3 separate regions of the Mus musculus genome follow, and regions 2 and 3 are each linked to region 1. The links are chromatin contacts, called in public Hi-C and HiChIP or PLAC-seq maps. All regions are on one chromosome and are shown on one strand. The core of a region is the stretch at or near the end of the contact, and the rest is flanking DNA. Distances in the headings are between cores, read along the strand shown.

Region 1 (2,623 bases), core at 86-2,585:
GCACAAGATCTTGCATGCATGAATGCATGAAGCTGGATGAAAAGAGAGCCTCTGTTTCCCTTCTGATGAACAATCATACAAAGAATGAGAAATTAGAGTTCTCCTGTCTGCTGTCTTTTATCCTCTGAAGGGCCACAGCGCATGAGATCCTTCAGAGGTTCAAGGAAACCTATGCCAGCTGGTTGTCACTGATCACAGTTCCCTTCCCTCCTTGCCTTCAGTCCCAGCCCAGAATGTATCCCAGATAAAGATGCTCATGGTTTAGGCTGGGAGGAGTCTGGATAGGTGGGCACACGAGCATGGATCTCCAGTGGCCTTTGCCTTTGAGGCTTCTGGGCCATATTCTAGCAGCTCTCTATCTGCCAGCATTTCAGCAGGAGCCAGAAAACTTCTGCTGTTTTCTCTGGGCCTCACTGGCAGTTTGTTCTTGCAGGGGCTTGGCCCAAACTGAGGGCTGGCAGCCTGGGCTCCCAGCACTCCCTGCAGAGCTACTTAGAGAAAACACATTAATGACACATCGAGCCAGAGTCTGAAGAGGGACCTGCCTCTGAGAATTGATGCATAAATGCCAGGCTAGGCAGGCAGGAGGCACCTGCCACCAGGCACTTGCCTGTATTTCCTTAGTGGAGTGTGGCTGTGAGACCAGGTAAACGCTGAGGGAACTAATTGAGTAAAGTTAGAGAAACAGGCATCATCTCAGAGTTTGCAGCCAGAGCTGGATCTGGCAGAAGTCACTAACACATAGGTTTGAAGAAAACGAACGGTAAGGACTCCCACAGTTATTTAGAAGACAGAACATGCAATTCATTTATTTTTAAAGTTACTGTACATGTATGGGTGTTTGCCTGCTTGTATGTATGCCTGAGTGCCACATGTGTGCTGTGCTCACATGAGGCCAGAAGAGGACATTGGATGCTTTGGAAGTGGAGTTACAAATTGCTGTGAGCCACCACACCCACACGGGTTGCCTGGGATTGAACCAGGGGCCTATGGAAGATCAGTTAATTCTTTTAATTGCTGAGCTGTTTGTCTAGCCTCAAACATGAGGTTCTAGACCGTCTGTGTGATTGGTCCAAGACTGCCTCCAATCAAAATATTCTCGGTTAAGCTTTAAAATGCATTTTTGGTAGACCACGGAATAAGGAATCATAGGGGTTCAGTCTTGGCCTCAAGCCTCTTGTTTGCCCAGATCAGGGTCATTTTACACTGGCATGAGCTAACATGAGTACAGCAATGTCTTTGTGGGTTGAACTTGTAGGCAGAGATGTGGCTCCTGTTCCTAGGTCCCAGTGACAATGGCCTACTGTAGGAGGCAAAGGAACTCTGCTAACCTCCAGTGATTTTCCACTCTGCCAACTCCAAGTGGCTCTCTGGCTCCTGGTGCTCTGTTCTCTTTGTTCTGGGATAGATACTTTGTATACTTTCCTTTCAAGGTTTTCTTTTTCCTTAAAATGCACACCCCCTTGGGACTGGTTGTAGTTTAGCCCTTAAGCACTCAATTCTTCCTGTGAGTTAGGGCCCCCTCCCTCCCTGCCCAAAAGCCTGAGACACAGGCGAGAGGGGCTGAGGGAGGAGAGACCAGAAATGGGGACCCGGTGGAGTTTGTGCCTTGAACCTGTGTGCAGCAGCCTTCCACACATGCTTGTTGTCACGCTCAGGTTGTAGAATTTTTCTCTCTGGAGCTTCAGTCTTATGTTTTAATGCATTCATATAAACCATGTTTTGTCACAGTTTTCTCATTGTTTGAATATAAAGAGCCAAATAATATTTCTCTCTTCATGCATGATAGTCATTAAGATTATTTAGCTGCATTAGTTAATAGCAGTCTGTCATCCAGAAAACTAGTTTGCATTTCATTTGGTGGTGGTGGGGGCAGGGGAAACGTTAATAATTAAATATAATCAATAGTGGAATTATCATTCCAGCAACTCTCTCGACCTGAGAAAGATGTTGTCAATTTGCACTTAGTGCTAATGCCATTTATTCCATTAACGGCCTTTATTTTAACAAGCTTAATCATCTTTATAGGTCTCTCTTCCTCTCCATCCCTTTCCCTTTTTTATTGCTCTGCTCATATAAATGCTTCCACAGTTGAGTGACACTGAAGCAGAGACTGAGTGATCACAGCCTTGGGTATGCCTGCCGGGAGGGCGGTCTCCTACTCATCCATACTTGTGTCCAGCCACACACTTTGCAGAAAGCATATTTGGTTAAAAGCATATAGATCATACTGTCTCTGTGCCCCACCTCCAAAGAACTGTCTCATTTGCAGCCAACTTGTCACCGGTCCTGTCTACTCGTTTGGCTCTTTCTGAAGTCTAGAATGGATGAGTGTTAGATTGAAGGTGCTCAAGAGACTTACTTGGGCCAGCTCCTCCCTGTGACATGGCACTGTGAAACACCACAGCATTATGAAGATTGTGTATATCCCCTACACACACACACACACACACACACACACACACACACACACACACGCACACACACCCCGATTGTCTTTACACTCCTGCTTGTTGGTTCCTACAGCCTCCATTCAAACTATCCTGAAGGCCCAACTCTATCCCATGGGCTCCTCTCCACCTCTGAACATGTGGTCATTATCAGCACTGATGAGGCTAGAGAT
Region 2 (2,623 bases), core at 66-2,565, 610 kb after region 1:
GCTGTGAGCCTGCTTAATGTGGATTCTCTGTCATTTGTGCCCAAGGCTCTTGTCTCTACTTGTTAGAGGTACAAAAGTCCTTGTGCCCACAGATCACTAGGGGAACTAGGAATGTTAAACACACAGGACCTTTTCTCAACGGAGGTGATAAAATACCTGTTTTCCTTTCCAAACAGCTGAGAGTGATTTTGCTGATGACCCAGTGACCTTTATGCTACCTGTAGAGGCAGACCTCACCCAAATTTCCCAAAATGATTGTCTTAGACTCTTCCATCCCCAGACCATTACCTATCCCTTCAGCGAGATGACTTATGCATGTTTTTGCCTGGTGACCTCTATGCTGTCTCAGTAGAGACCTCAATAGATACTAGCTCTTTTAGCTATAGAACTCACCTTCATAATCATACGTTCTTTGTAAAGCAGTTGCTATCTAGTCATACCTTAAGTTTTATTGTACAGAGCACAGAGTTCCCAATGAAGGAGCTAGAGAAAGTACCCAAAGGAGCTGAAGGGGTTTGCAGCCCTATAGGAGGAACTACAATATGAACTAACCAGGTACCTCCAGAGCTCCCCCGGGACTAAAACACCAATCAAAGAAAACACATGGTGGAACTCATAGCTCTAGCTGCATATGTAGCAGAGGATGGCCTAGTAGGTCATCAGTGGGAAGAGAGGCCCTTGGTCCTGTGAAGGTTCTATGCCCCTGTGTAGGGTAATGCCAGGGCCAGGAAGTGGTAGTGGGTGGGTTGGGGAGCAGGGGGAGGGGAGAGAGGATAGGGGATTTTCGGAGGGGAAACAAGGAAAGGGGATAACATTTGAAATGTCAATAAAGAAAATATCTAATTTTTTAAAAAAAAAAAGGGAAAATGTTTTATTGTACCCCTAGGACTGGATGGATTGTTGTCTAATTATACTGTACTTTAAATATGTTGGCAATGACGGCCTGGCCTTAGACTCCACAGAAGACTGATCTAGGTTCAGGAGGCCAATCTGCACTGGCTTTCATTCTTTTTTTCTTTGAGGTTTACCACCTACAGCGACCCACAGGGTCTTTCTCACCTACTGCCTAATCCAGGCTCAGTTCCCTTCCCAGTTGTTCCTCTGAGGACAATGACTTCCCTCAGGCCGACTTGGCTCTTTGCAGATCTGAGCACTGAGCATAAATGACCAGAGCACTGTCAGATCTAAAGATTTGTGAACACGCTTGCCAATTCGGACATTTTCTGCCTAGGCTGGCACACTGGTCTTTCTATGCTCTATCCTGTCAGGAGTCAGCTTCCTTGGGGGTTTTCATGCCAAACCGACAGAATGGGAGCTGTCTGCAGGCATCCATTGAAATGTAAATGGACCTACACCACTGTTTTCCAAATTGAGAGGCACCCATACACAAACGTCCAATGCTAATGGGGGCTCTGAATTAGAAAAAATATTCCCAAGTTAAATGAGTTTGGGAAATGCCACACTGCGTTGGGGGAATTATCATGAGCAGCACACTAAATAGTCTGTGAGAGTCTTTACTGAAGAGTTTCATTGTGTTGCATAGCCAGGACTTGCAAATTTATTTGGTCCCAGGCAAGACCTCTTTGCAGATTAGAACTCATTAACATTTTGCTGGACACTTGGATTCTGTTTATCTGGAGTTGAGAGGCCCAGAGACTTAGCTTTCTCATGGGGTCTCTTCCTAATCTTATGCCTCAGTAGGCAATGGAAGACATGGCTTCCTGCTATTGTTTAATTATTTTCTTGTAATTCGGGGTCATTCAATGATATCAGGGGTGTTTGCTAGTGAGACTCGGGCTGTAAATATATCACCAACCCCACTGCAAGCTTCCTGGAAGCCCTAAGCCCTCAGTGGCTTTTTCCAGACTGAGCCTGTCCTGTCTCACCATTTAGCCTGGGTAGATTCCTTAGATCTTACAACCTTCCCTTCTTAGCCCTCTGGATGGCTCCAGAGCTCCGGGCTTTGACAGGTCTGTCTCAGGGGTCCATGTTTATCTGTCTGGACTGCCATAATTTCATGTCTTCACGGAGCTGGTTTGATTCAGTGAACAGACAAAAGTAAAGTGCCCTTCGGCGATTTCTTTTTCTCTTTGCTAAGGTATTGACAGGGCCCCCCAGGCTGTTCATTTCCCTTATCAATATGAGTTCCATGTTAATTCTTCCATTTAATGTTGAATTAAATGAAACCCTGGGAGATCTGATTATGGCTCAAGAATGCCCAGAATGTAGTCAGTAATAGAATTCATCTAATGACCAATATTTAATCTTGTGTCAAGAACTTTGTGACAGGTGAATCAAAACAGAGGACAGTGTTTCTATCCATCTCTGAGCCTATAACAGATGTAAGGGTGTGTGTGTGTGTGTGTGAGTGTGTGTGTGTGTTGGAAAGATTAATTCAGAAGGTTGGCATGTTTGAGGCATTGTACTTTTTGAAACATCATTATACTGAAAGAGCTAAAGAACAGCAGTATGGATTGCTCTAGCAATCTATGCATATGCAAGGATAAACACACACACAGACAGATAGATACACACACACAGACACACACACAGAGATCCACGACATACATGCACACAAGCATACACATACATACACATGAATGCACACACACATGAATGCACA
Region 3 (2,623 bases), core at 66-2,565, 560 kb after region 1:
TTCTCCTGCAACTGTGGGCTACAGTCCCCCAATCTCTGAACCACAGGCCCAACGAACCATTCCCTTCTTTAAGTTGACTTTGTAAGGTGTTTCGTAACAGCCAAGGAAGAAATTGTTCCAGCTCCCATATGACCTTCCTAAGTTCGAGACAGACCAGGTTAGCATTCTGTCTGTGTACTGACGATGACTGCTCCTGTTTGCTTTGCCTTCCTTGGCAAACAAATGATGAACTGATTTGTTGCTTAGAAGTGACAAATGAACCGGCAGGCTTTTGAAGTGGCAAACTGCCAGGCCCACAGATCTCCATTCAGAAATACAGCAGCAAGATTCAGAGAGACTCAAGCCTCAAATGTAGTAGGCCTTACTGGACTCTAACTGACATTATATGTCATCTATTAAAATACATGGGAGGTAGAGTTGCTCCAGGGAGAACATAGGAGAAGAAGACTCATCCTGAATATTGCTGACTCTGTACATGTAGACTGCACTAGAAAGTGAAACATTAAGTATGGGGACTGAATTATAATATTAATTATTTAAATCCTGGCCCAGGGTTTCCACCCCTCCTTGGTTATTGGATTCCAGGATTAAAAACACACTCACGGCATTTATATTTACAGTAAGCCTTAACCAGCACAGTAACTGGGCAGCTGTCTACCCTCCATTCTGTTGAATCTACTCTCCTATCAGTAACCCTGAATCACTACTTACTACTTACTAGGTTTCATCTGGGCTGCTCTTAACTCCAACAAGTTAGCCCACAGGGCTACATTTTTATGCCTCAGCTAACTCTTGGTAGCTTCTTCTTGCTGCTGCTGCTTCTTCTTCTTTTCTTCTTCTTCTTCTTCTTCTTCTTCTTCTTCTTCTTCTTCTTCTTCTTCTTCTTCTTCTTCTTCTTCTTCTTCCTCTTCCTCTTCCTCCTCCTCCTCCTCTTCCTTCTCCTCCTCCTCCTCCTCCTCTTCCTCTTCCTCCTCCTCCTCTTCCTCCTCCTCCTCTTCCTTCTCCTCCTCCTCCTCTTCCTCTTCCTCTTCCTCCTCCTCCTCCTCTTCCTCCTCCTCCTCCTCCTCCTCCTCCTCCTCCTTTCTCTTCCTCCTCTCCTCCTCCTTCTCCTCCTCCTCTTCCTCCTTCTTCCTGGTTCTCTTCCCCAAGCCCACAAAACCTAAACCTCAACTAAGTCTCTTCTGCCCAGTTATTGGCTATTGGAATCTTTATTTACCAATCACAATTAACAGGGGACAGGGTCACTTAGCTAGTGTCTATGTGCAGACTCTCTTGTTTCTGGGGCAACCAGCTTTTGAGGCCCAAATTAGCATTAGAATGCAAGCAGCTTACAAGGCCAGCTTACAACACTGAATTCTTACAAAGACCATGGAGTCTGGGTGATTAGTTGTATGGGTGGTAGCCCTGATACTCAGAAAATTTATGATCCCTTCCATTTCTATAAAAAATAACTTTAAAATTTTTATTTCACAACCGGTACTGGCACATGCCTTTAATCCCAGCACTTGGGAGGCAGAAGCAGGTGGATTTCTGAGTTTGAGGCCAGCCTGGTCTACAAAGTGTGTTCCAGGACAGCCAGGGCTATATAGAGAAACCCTGTCTCAAAAACAAACAACCAACCAAACAAACAAACACACAAAAAATATTTCTTCTATGAATCTGGTCTGAATGTTTTATCTGCATGTATGTGTACTGTGTGTGTGCAGTGCCTTTGATGGCTAGAAGAGGCAATTTGGTCCCCTGGAACTAGATTTACAGGCATTTGTAAGCAGCAGTGTTAGTGCTGAGAAGAAAACACAGGTACTAGGCAAGGACAGCCAGTACTCCCAAACACTGAACCCTCTCTCCAGGCCTCATTGAAAAAGAACCTTATGATGTTGTTACCCTTGGATGATTAAAATTGAGACCCTCTCTCTTCCCCTCCCCCTCCCCCTCTCCTCTCCCCTCTGCCCCTCCTTGCACAGAAGTCCTGCTTTTTCTTCTGCTGCTCAGCTGTTAGCTATTGGCTGTTCCACTCTTTACTTAACCAACCAAAAGATGATAGAGAACCATGTTTTACAAAATACTGAATCAGAAGACACTTCATAATAATTATAACACCAAAGTCCAAACTGCAGCTGTTAGGGATTGTTTCTAATGCTTTGAATTAATCCGACCCTCAAAATTGGAAATCTGTGTGTCCAAATGCTGAAGGTCCTTGTCCCCAATTGGGTTTTAATTGATCAGTAAAGTGCTAACAGCCAAGGGATGGGCAGGTAAACTGAGGCAGGACCTTTAGATTTGTGCGGGCTAAGAACAGAGAGAGAGGAAGAGAGATTGCCATGACTAGGGAGAAGACCAGACCTAAAGGCCAGCTGACATGTGAGAACCAGGGAAAGTGGCCACATGGTCTTGTAATCGCTCTTACGTTCCTCACCGGAAAGCGCTTTTCTCTGAAGCTTATGGCTAATGCATCGCCTTCTTTCTTTTCCTAGCCCATTAGCCACCTCTGCTTAAGGAAGAAGTCAGTGTGCACTCCCTAAAGAGCCACAAGTCTCAGCTATTCCTTCTAAAGGCAAAATAATTGTTTTACCATGTAACCTTTGCACTTGCCATTGTCTCTCTTAAAGAAGCCCTTGCACTG

The links. Hi-C and Micro-C count contacts between places; a contact is called where the count stands out from the background. HiChIP or PLAC-seq counts read pairs in DNA pulled down with a chosen protein or histone mark.
Region 2: a contact with region 1 is called in a Hi-C map of neural progenitor cells, with 6 times the contacts expected there. The contact joins two enhancer-like sites. A contact is called at or near these places in 1 of 484 Hi-C or Micro-C datasets (neural progenitor cells) and 1 of 9 other capture datasets (embryonic stem cells).
Region 3: an H3K27ac HiChIP or PLAC-seq map of stem cell-derived neural progenitor cells shows a contact between it and region 1, with 2.3 times the contacts expected there. The contact joins two enhancer-like sites.

The regions. Positions count from the first base shown.
Region 1 is chr17:10,186,518-10,189,140 of GRCm38.p6, reverse strand. No RefSeq gene overlaps it. Among named protein-coding and RNA genes, the nearest start is that of Gm34972, 42 kb to the right of the region's middle. Within about 2 kb of position 1,335, at least 28 of the 459 cell types and tissues checked have an H3K27ac peak or open chromatin away from gene starts, as enhancers often do. A contact at or near this core is called in neural progenitor cells and stem cell-derived neural progenitor cells, where this site is marked.
Region 2 is chr17:9,578,908-9,581,530 of GRCm38.p6, reverse strand. No RefSeq gene overlaps it. Among named protein-coding and RNA genes, the nearest start is that of Gm51424, 3.9 kb to the right of the region's middle. Within about 2 kb of position 1,315, at least 54 of the 459 cell types and tissues checked have an H3K27ac peak or open chromatin away from gene starts, as enhancers often do. A contact at or near this core is called in neural progenitor cells, where this site is marked.
Region 3 is chr17:9,629,948-9,632,570 of GRCm38.p6, reverse strand. No RefSeq gene overlaps it. Among named protein-coding and RNA genes, the nearest start is that of Pabpc6, 38 kb to the left of the region's middle. Within about 2 kb of position 1,315, at least 27 of the 459 cell types and tissues checked have an H3K27ac peak or open chromatin away from gene starts, as enhancers often do. A contact at or near this core is called in stem cell-derived neural progenitor cells, where this site is marked.